Linked DNA regions of Sus scrofa: region 2 is linked to region 1. A link is a contact called in public Hi-C data. All regions are on one chromosome and are shown on one strand. The core of a region is the stretch at or near the end of the contact, and the rest is flanking DNA. Distances in the headings are between cores, read along the strand shown. Region 1 has its middle 92 kb from the start of KLF7. Region 2 has its middle 60 kb from the start of CREB1.

Region 1 (3,195 bases), core at 243-2,742:
ATTAATATCTACCTCTGACTTAATTTACCAGAAGGTGCTCTTAAAACCTAACCAGTGTGCATTCCTAGAATTCAAATGGGCATATGGATTGAAATTCCAAATTTGTCATGTCTCCAGCATGCAGGCTCAGAGGAGGATTTCAGAAAACAAAACATGTGCATAAAACATGGGTTTAGGGCCAAAACAATTTTAAATGGGAATTTTTGAAGCATTAAAAATTTCACAGGACAGTTCTTTGTTACTCTCATCCAATTAACCGTTCTGTAGTTATGAGGCTAAAATTTACTGCCTGAAAGATCTCAGCATCCCTGTCTTGAAATGGACTGGTGGATGGTTGGGACTTTCCCAGCAGGGAGAGTCCTGATGGTACAGACGTGTGCCTTGGGAATTAGGAAAAAATGCTCCTTCAGGGAGTTTCGGCTTAAGTCACTGAGTAGTGACAGGACCACTTGAAGGGAACTGAAAGTATCCTGGTGGAGGAAAAATACAAAATGGAGAGAGTCAGGTACAAACCTGCCACTTGGAGTTTTTCTGTCACTTGGATTGGTCAAATGCTGAATCCCAGTTTATGTTAGAAACAAATGGAACCTTATTCTGTGACTAAACTAGATCGCTAGTTTGTAGAGTTGATAAAGGGGCAGCCAGGCAGAAGCTGTCTTTACTCAGAGACAGGCTACTAAGTGAGGGAGCCCCCTGGCAGGAGCGGAGAAATAAAGGGCAAAGAGTTGATAGGCTCCCCCTACCCCCATCCCACCATAATTATTCTTACTGCCTTCCCTCCTTCACAAGGGGGACAATCTACTGGGGTGGGGTGGGGCGGACTTAAAACCCTTTCTTTCTGTTATTACCCCCAAAACGCTGTGGAGTTTTTCATTCTCACCTTGGTGGGTGGAGGTGCCTGTAGGTGTGTAGACATGGCAGGGGCAGAGCCTGAGTCTTCCTGGGTCAGCAGTGGGATATGTGTTTACAAAAACATTTATGCACACAGAGACTTGCATATTTAGTCCTGAGACATACAAAAGAAAGCATAATTGTTGCTGTGGGCTGAACTGTGTTCCTTCCCAAGTTCATACATTGAAGCCCTAACACCCAGGACCTCAGAATGCTGTGGCATTTGGAAATAAGGCCTTTAAAGGGGCAAATAAAATACAACGAGGTCGTCTGGGTGGGCCCTAATCCACTGTGACCAGTGTTCTTCTAAAAAGAGGGGATGAAGACACAGACACACACCCGGAGAAGACCATGTAGAGACTCAGGGAGGAGGTGGACATCTACAAGCCAAAGAGAGGCCTCGGAAGAAACCAGCCTTGTGGACACCTTCATCTAGGATGTCCAGCCTCCAAAACTGTGAGAAAGTACGTTTCTGTTGTTTAAGCCACCACGTCTTTGGTGCTTTGTTGTAGCCCAAGCGGGCTAAGATAACAGTTAAAAAGGAGCAGAAATAAGATAGACTTAAACTAGAGAAGCACAGCTTCAGGGCAGCCCTGATTATAATGAATGAGTAAAGGAAGGAATCTGTTCGTCTATTCGGCACCTTAGAGGGTGGCATATAATCCCTGGAAGAAGCCCTCCCTTTCATCATCCCCGGTAGAGAAAATGAAGCATACCATGGAGGCTTAATACCCTCTGCCCACCAGCTACTGGTGCCCTGTCTCTGGGAGGCAAGGATAAATCTGGTGATCCACTGATTACTGCACACATAACCATGATCACTGGAATTAAATAACTATTATCTTTCCATATTTTCACTGAACCTCATCTTGCAGAGCCAGTGTTATCCCTGAGCTTTACATCCTCAGCTTGTATATAGCCCTGGCTTGAATTGTGAGTGTTCAAAGTAGAAAAATTTAATATCTTTTTATTGCCCCTTTTAGCAACATGCAAGGGCCTGGCTGGCCTCGTGAAGTATGGACGAGCGGCTCGCTCACTTAGCTGCTCTTACCAGCTGCTTTGCAAGTGGCTCTAGCAGGTGGTGCAGTGTTGGGGGGAGGATTTGCAGTCTGTCCCTGGAGACTGGCGAGTGTCTCTGGGTAAAGTACCATCTCGCTGGCTTGAGAGAAGCCCCTGTTCTTTAGCTTATCTCTCCCTCCTGACTCATGTCTGCTGCCCCATTTTGAGTTACTGTGCAAACGTTTAGCCAAGAAGCCAAACCAGGCCTTGTGCTTATTTACAACCACCCGGGAGTTACAGCGAGCACCAGCACCGAGGCAGCATTCCATGCCGAGCCTTCTGGTCAAATGAGGACAAAGTGAGCCACGCCTTCCATTCTTGGCAGAGATGTAGTGCCTTAAAGTGCCGTGTGCTGGGTACAGAAGCCTCCCCCAAAGCAGGGTGACTCTTTCTTGGATCCCCAGGGGCCCCAAAATTGTAGAGCCATGCATTAGAATATTGTGCAAGGACAGAAGGTGCTGGAGGAGAAGAGGGCCCCCTGTTTGTTCCCCTTTCTGAGTTTCCCACAGGAAGTCGATCGTGCATTCTAAGGCAAAAGTGCTTTTGTCATTGTGTATGTCCTGTTTGTCACCAGGAAACCTTCTAGAAAAAACCCTCAAAGAGGGGCATGAAACAATGCAGTCAGCCCAAGACACACACGTGTGTATGTGCGCACACACACCTACACACCCGAAAAAGAACCCAAAGGAATGGACATGAAACTGTCAAACTGGACACACAAACTCCTCATACCAAGTCCCTGGCCAGGAGGACTTTATGATCCAATGATGCCGATGGGTACAATTAAACATAAAATAGCTCTTTGACAATTCAAGACCAGAAGCACAAATAGTCAGAAGTTCTGATGTTGTGCTGTTACTACATTTGCTTAGTAAATGATAAGGCTGACATCTAAGCAGAAAGACCTACTGTGTGCCATGCCCCAGGTAGCGGGTGTCTGATGGAAATGGTGTGGGCTAGGACTGTTCCATCAATCAGCCCTTGCACAGAGTCTAGCCTGTCTGCAGAAGGGGCCTAATACTACCAGCTGTGTACCTCTACAGGGTGGTCAGGAGGAGAAAGCAAACACAATAATGCACCAGGGTGCCTGGAACACTGTAAGTGCTTTATCAGGCATTTGAAGACAAGAGGGTGGTGACCTTCCATTTCCTCCCTATACATTAGTGCTCAGCACACATTTGGATGATCATGATGGGGAGGGTTTTAAAGGAGTCCCTCTAGGGCAGGGATGGAGAATGCTTCTTT
Region 2 (3,171 bases), core at 438-2,937, 170 kb before region 1:
CTCACTCTAAGTGGCAACCCCCCCCCATCCCCACATCCTAATTAATGAGTGACAAAGAAATTAATCAGACCTAAGGACAGCCCAGCCACCGTGTGTATGAGGGGCCCTCAGAGCAGGGGAGCTGAAGGCAGGGAGTTGAGATCTGGGGCTGAGGTGACAAGATGTTTGACTTGGGTGCCGCTCAGCTGTAAAATCGGGGGCCACACCGGACCAGCTTACGGCTGGTTCTGGGGTTCCATGAGTTGGTGACCTAGAAGGCAGCAGTTTGCTATTGGAAAATCCTGTAGCTCACTTTTAACGTTAAGTATTAAAAGACAAACCGTCCCGTGATCTAGCTATTTATACCTCATTACCAATGCAGTTATATATGAATAGCTTATTATAACCAATCAAAAGAAAGAAAGAAGGAAAAAGCACCTAAAGGCAGAATGATGGAGTAGGCCGTGAATACTACCAGGCTCATTCTGGTAAGTGAGTAATTTGTTTATTCCCTCTCTACTTGGGGTTGCCACTAAATCTGGACTGGAGAAACCGGTAAATTATTTTTAATGTGACAAGAAAATCAAAGCATTCTGTGCATTGCACACTGTTGCTACTACAAGGTTTTTCTTTCTTTTGCTTTTTTTTTTTTTTTTTAAGCCATAACCTTTTGGGCCTGATCTTGCAGGAGAGCCCTGTGCAGTCCTGAGAAGGGCGAGGGGCCAGCTGGAGCCGTCTCGACGCGCCAGGCCATCTGCTGGTAATTCTCACCACACAATGGCCATGGCCCTTCTGACGCAGCGCGCAGAGCTGAGCTGTGACAGGATTCGAGGATGTTTATTTTTTATTCTATTTATTTTATGGTGTTACCATATCTATCTTAGGCTAATCATGTCGAGGGGTTCAAACCTGTTTAGGCCCATGCACATTTCCCACCCAGCTGGTTTGCATTGTATATCTTGATCCACACACTAGCAAGTTGATTTTCTTCTCTCCAGCGCATTAAGGAAAGGATGGACACACACACACACCCCCATCTGCCCATCCTTGTGAAAACCTAATAAAAGTAATAGCAAAGAGAGGCAGGGTTTATTCAATTTGGTTTAGACCTGGGCAACATTAATTTCCTTGTCTCAAGACAGCCTATGTCTTGGAAGGTTAATGAAACTCAGCACAAGCGAAGTAGAGCTGGCAAGGTTCACTCAGTGACCCCTGGCTGGTGCAGAGAGAGTTAAACTTGAAAAAAACTGAAATGCAATCCCAGCTCATGTTACCCATTAGCTGGGTATATTGACCAAACTTATAGTCAGATAATGCAAACAATAACAAAGTTATTGATTGAGGAGATGTCAGGCAAATAGGTACTTATCATGATGCTGCTGATAAGCTGGGGTCTCCCTCATGTGGCAGCGACAGAGGCCTATTGATTCTGCAGTTGGTCATCTGTGGCCTCCAGCCGGCTGCGGATCTGCAGGCTGATTGTATGAGCGGGGAGTGGACCTCCCTGGCCTGGCGGGGACACACTGCCACATTCCCCTAAGCGAGTGCCACTGAATTCTGGCTGTGGGGAAAGGGAGGGTTTACTCCACATCAGAAAGAGGAGCCTGTGAGCAAAGCCTGGTGGTGCCACTAGGGCACGGAGCACTCCCCTCCTCAGGGCACGTGTCTCTTCGTGCCTGGAGGATGCACACGGCAGAGAGCAGGGCCTTAAGCAGCTGGCTTAGTGCTGAGCTCTGAGCTGACCAGTAGGGGTGCGGAAGACAGATGAGACCCACACACCCTCCCCACTGAAAACCAAATGTATCACCTCCACAGCACATCTGCTCCCCAACCTGGGCCTTCCAGTTGGCAGGGAAATCTGGCCAGACGTATTATTATTGCTTCTCCCAGCATGTGATCAGCCTGGGGCATTCATGGTTGATTGTCTAAATTTTAGATGTGAACCAGCAAAACGCCATCTCTCTTAGCACTTTTAGCATTAGCCGATTACACGGCCGTGGAGGACATGTAATAATACTCATTATTTTTTGGACGGCCTTGCAAGAAAAGGATGCTTGATGACTGCCAAACGGAACTGGTGATTGTTTTGACAGTTGAGGGTGGGAGGGAGAGAGGGAAGCTGGTGTGGGAGTGTGGCGGAGAGGATGAGAGGGGCAGGGGTTATTTGTTTTCTTACGTTCCCATAGGTAGTTCTGTAGATGATTTGCTGGCCTCATAAGCGAGGAAATAAGACACTTTGTATTCATCATTATTAGCAGTTCTCCTTGCAGAAGGACACCAAAGGACATGGGATATTTACACAAAGGTTTTGCTCTAGGAGGGAAGAGGAATTCCATCTCTCCCTCCCTCCCTTCCTCCTCTCTTCCCTCCCTCCCCCTTCCCTGCTACCTTCCTTCTTTCCTTCCTCCCTTCCTTCCATCATACATTCAACAGATGTCTGAGGATCCTCCACGTGCCAGGCTCGGCGTGCGGAGCAGGGGAGAGTGGGTGGGCAGGGCAGTCGGTTCCTGTCCCTGGGTTGGTTTCCGTCTGAGGCAGGGGTAGGGTGGGGTGGAGACAGGTAATACCCAAGCATGTTTATTTTTAAAGATTTAAATTGTTTCCAATTTTCCAGCTACTATAAATAAGCAGTGGGCCTCCTTAGGAGGCCTGGGATTATTCCGTGGGAAAACCGCTGTGGATTTTGAAGGCACCACATTCTCAATGGCGATGTCTGGCCGTACCGATGTTGTTTTGGAGACCTCTCTTTCGGAGTTATCATTCAGAGCTTATTTTTAATATCCTCAGCCCTTTGAGGGTAAATCACATTTGACTTTCAGAAATCATCAAGTGTCATCTGGCCTTACATCTGGTGAACGTGATGAGGGTGAATCATCGCCATCTTCTTTGGCTGTTGTTACAAATGTGTGACTATAAAGTCATGTGACTGATTTGGGGGATGGGGGAGAGGCTTCTAAGAGCACTTTAAAAGCAATGCAGGGGATTGACAGAACATTGTAAATCAACTACAATAAAAAATAAAATAAAAGCAAGGCAGTTCCTGTTGTGGCTCAGCGGGTTAAGAACCTGGTATTGTGTCTGTGAGAATGAGGGTTTGATCCCTGGCCTCACTCAGCAGGTTAAGGATCCAGCATTGCCACAAGGTGTGGTGTAGGTTGCAGATGCAGCTCGGATCCCGGGTTGCTGTGGCTG

The links. Hi-C and Micro-C count contacts between places; a contact is called where the count stands out from the background.
Region 2: a contact with region 1 is called in a Hi-C map of omental adipose tissue, with 3 times the contacts expected there. The contact joins two enhancer-like sites. A contact is called at or near these places in 6 of 47 Hi-C or Micro-C datasets (brain, embryonic fibroblasts, epiblast stem cells and 2 more).

Annotation. Positions count from the first base shown.
Region 1 is chr15:110,469,413-110,472,607 of Sscrofa11.1, reverse strand. No RefSeq gene overlaps it. Among named protein-coding and RNA genes, the nearest start is that of KLF7, 92 kb to the right of the region's middle. Within about 2 kb of position 1,492, at least 19 of the 83 cell types and tissues checked have an H3K27ac peak or open chromatin away from gene starts, as enhancers often do. A contact at or near this core is called in omental adipose tissue, where this site is marked.
Region 2 is chr15:110,643,992-110,647,162 of Sscrofa11.1, reverse strand. No RefSeq gene overlaps it. Among named protein-coding and RNA genes, the nearest start is that of CREB1, 60 kb to the left of the region's middle. Within about 2 kb of position 1,687, at least 11 of the 83 cell types and tissues checked have an H3K27ac peak or open chromatin away from gene starts, as enhancers often do. A contact at or near this core is called in omental adipose tissue, where this site is marked.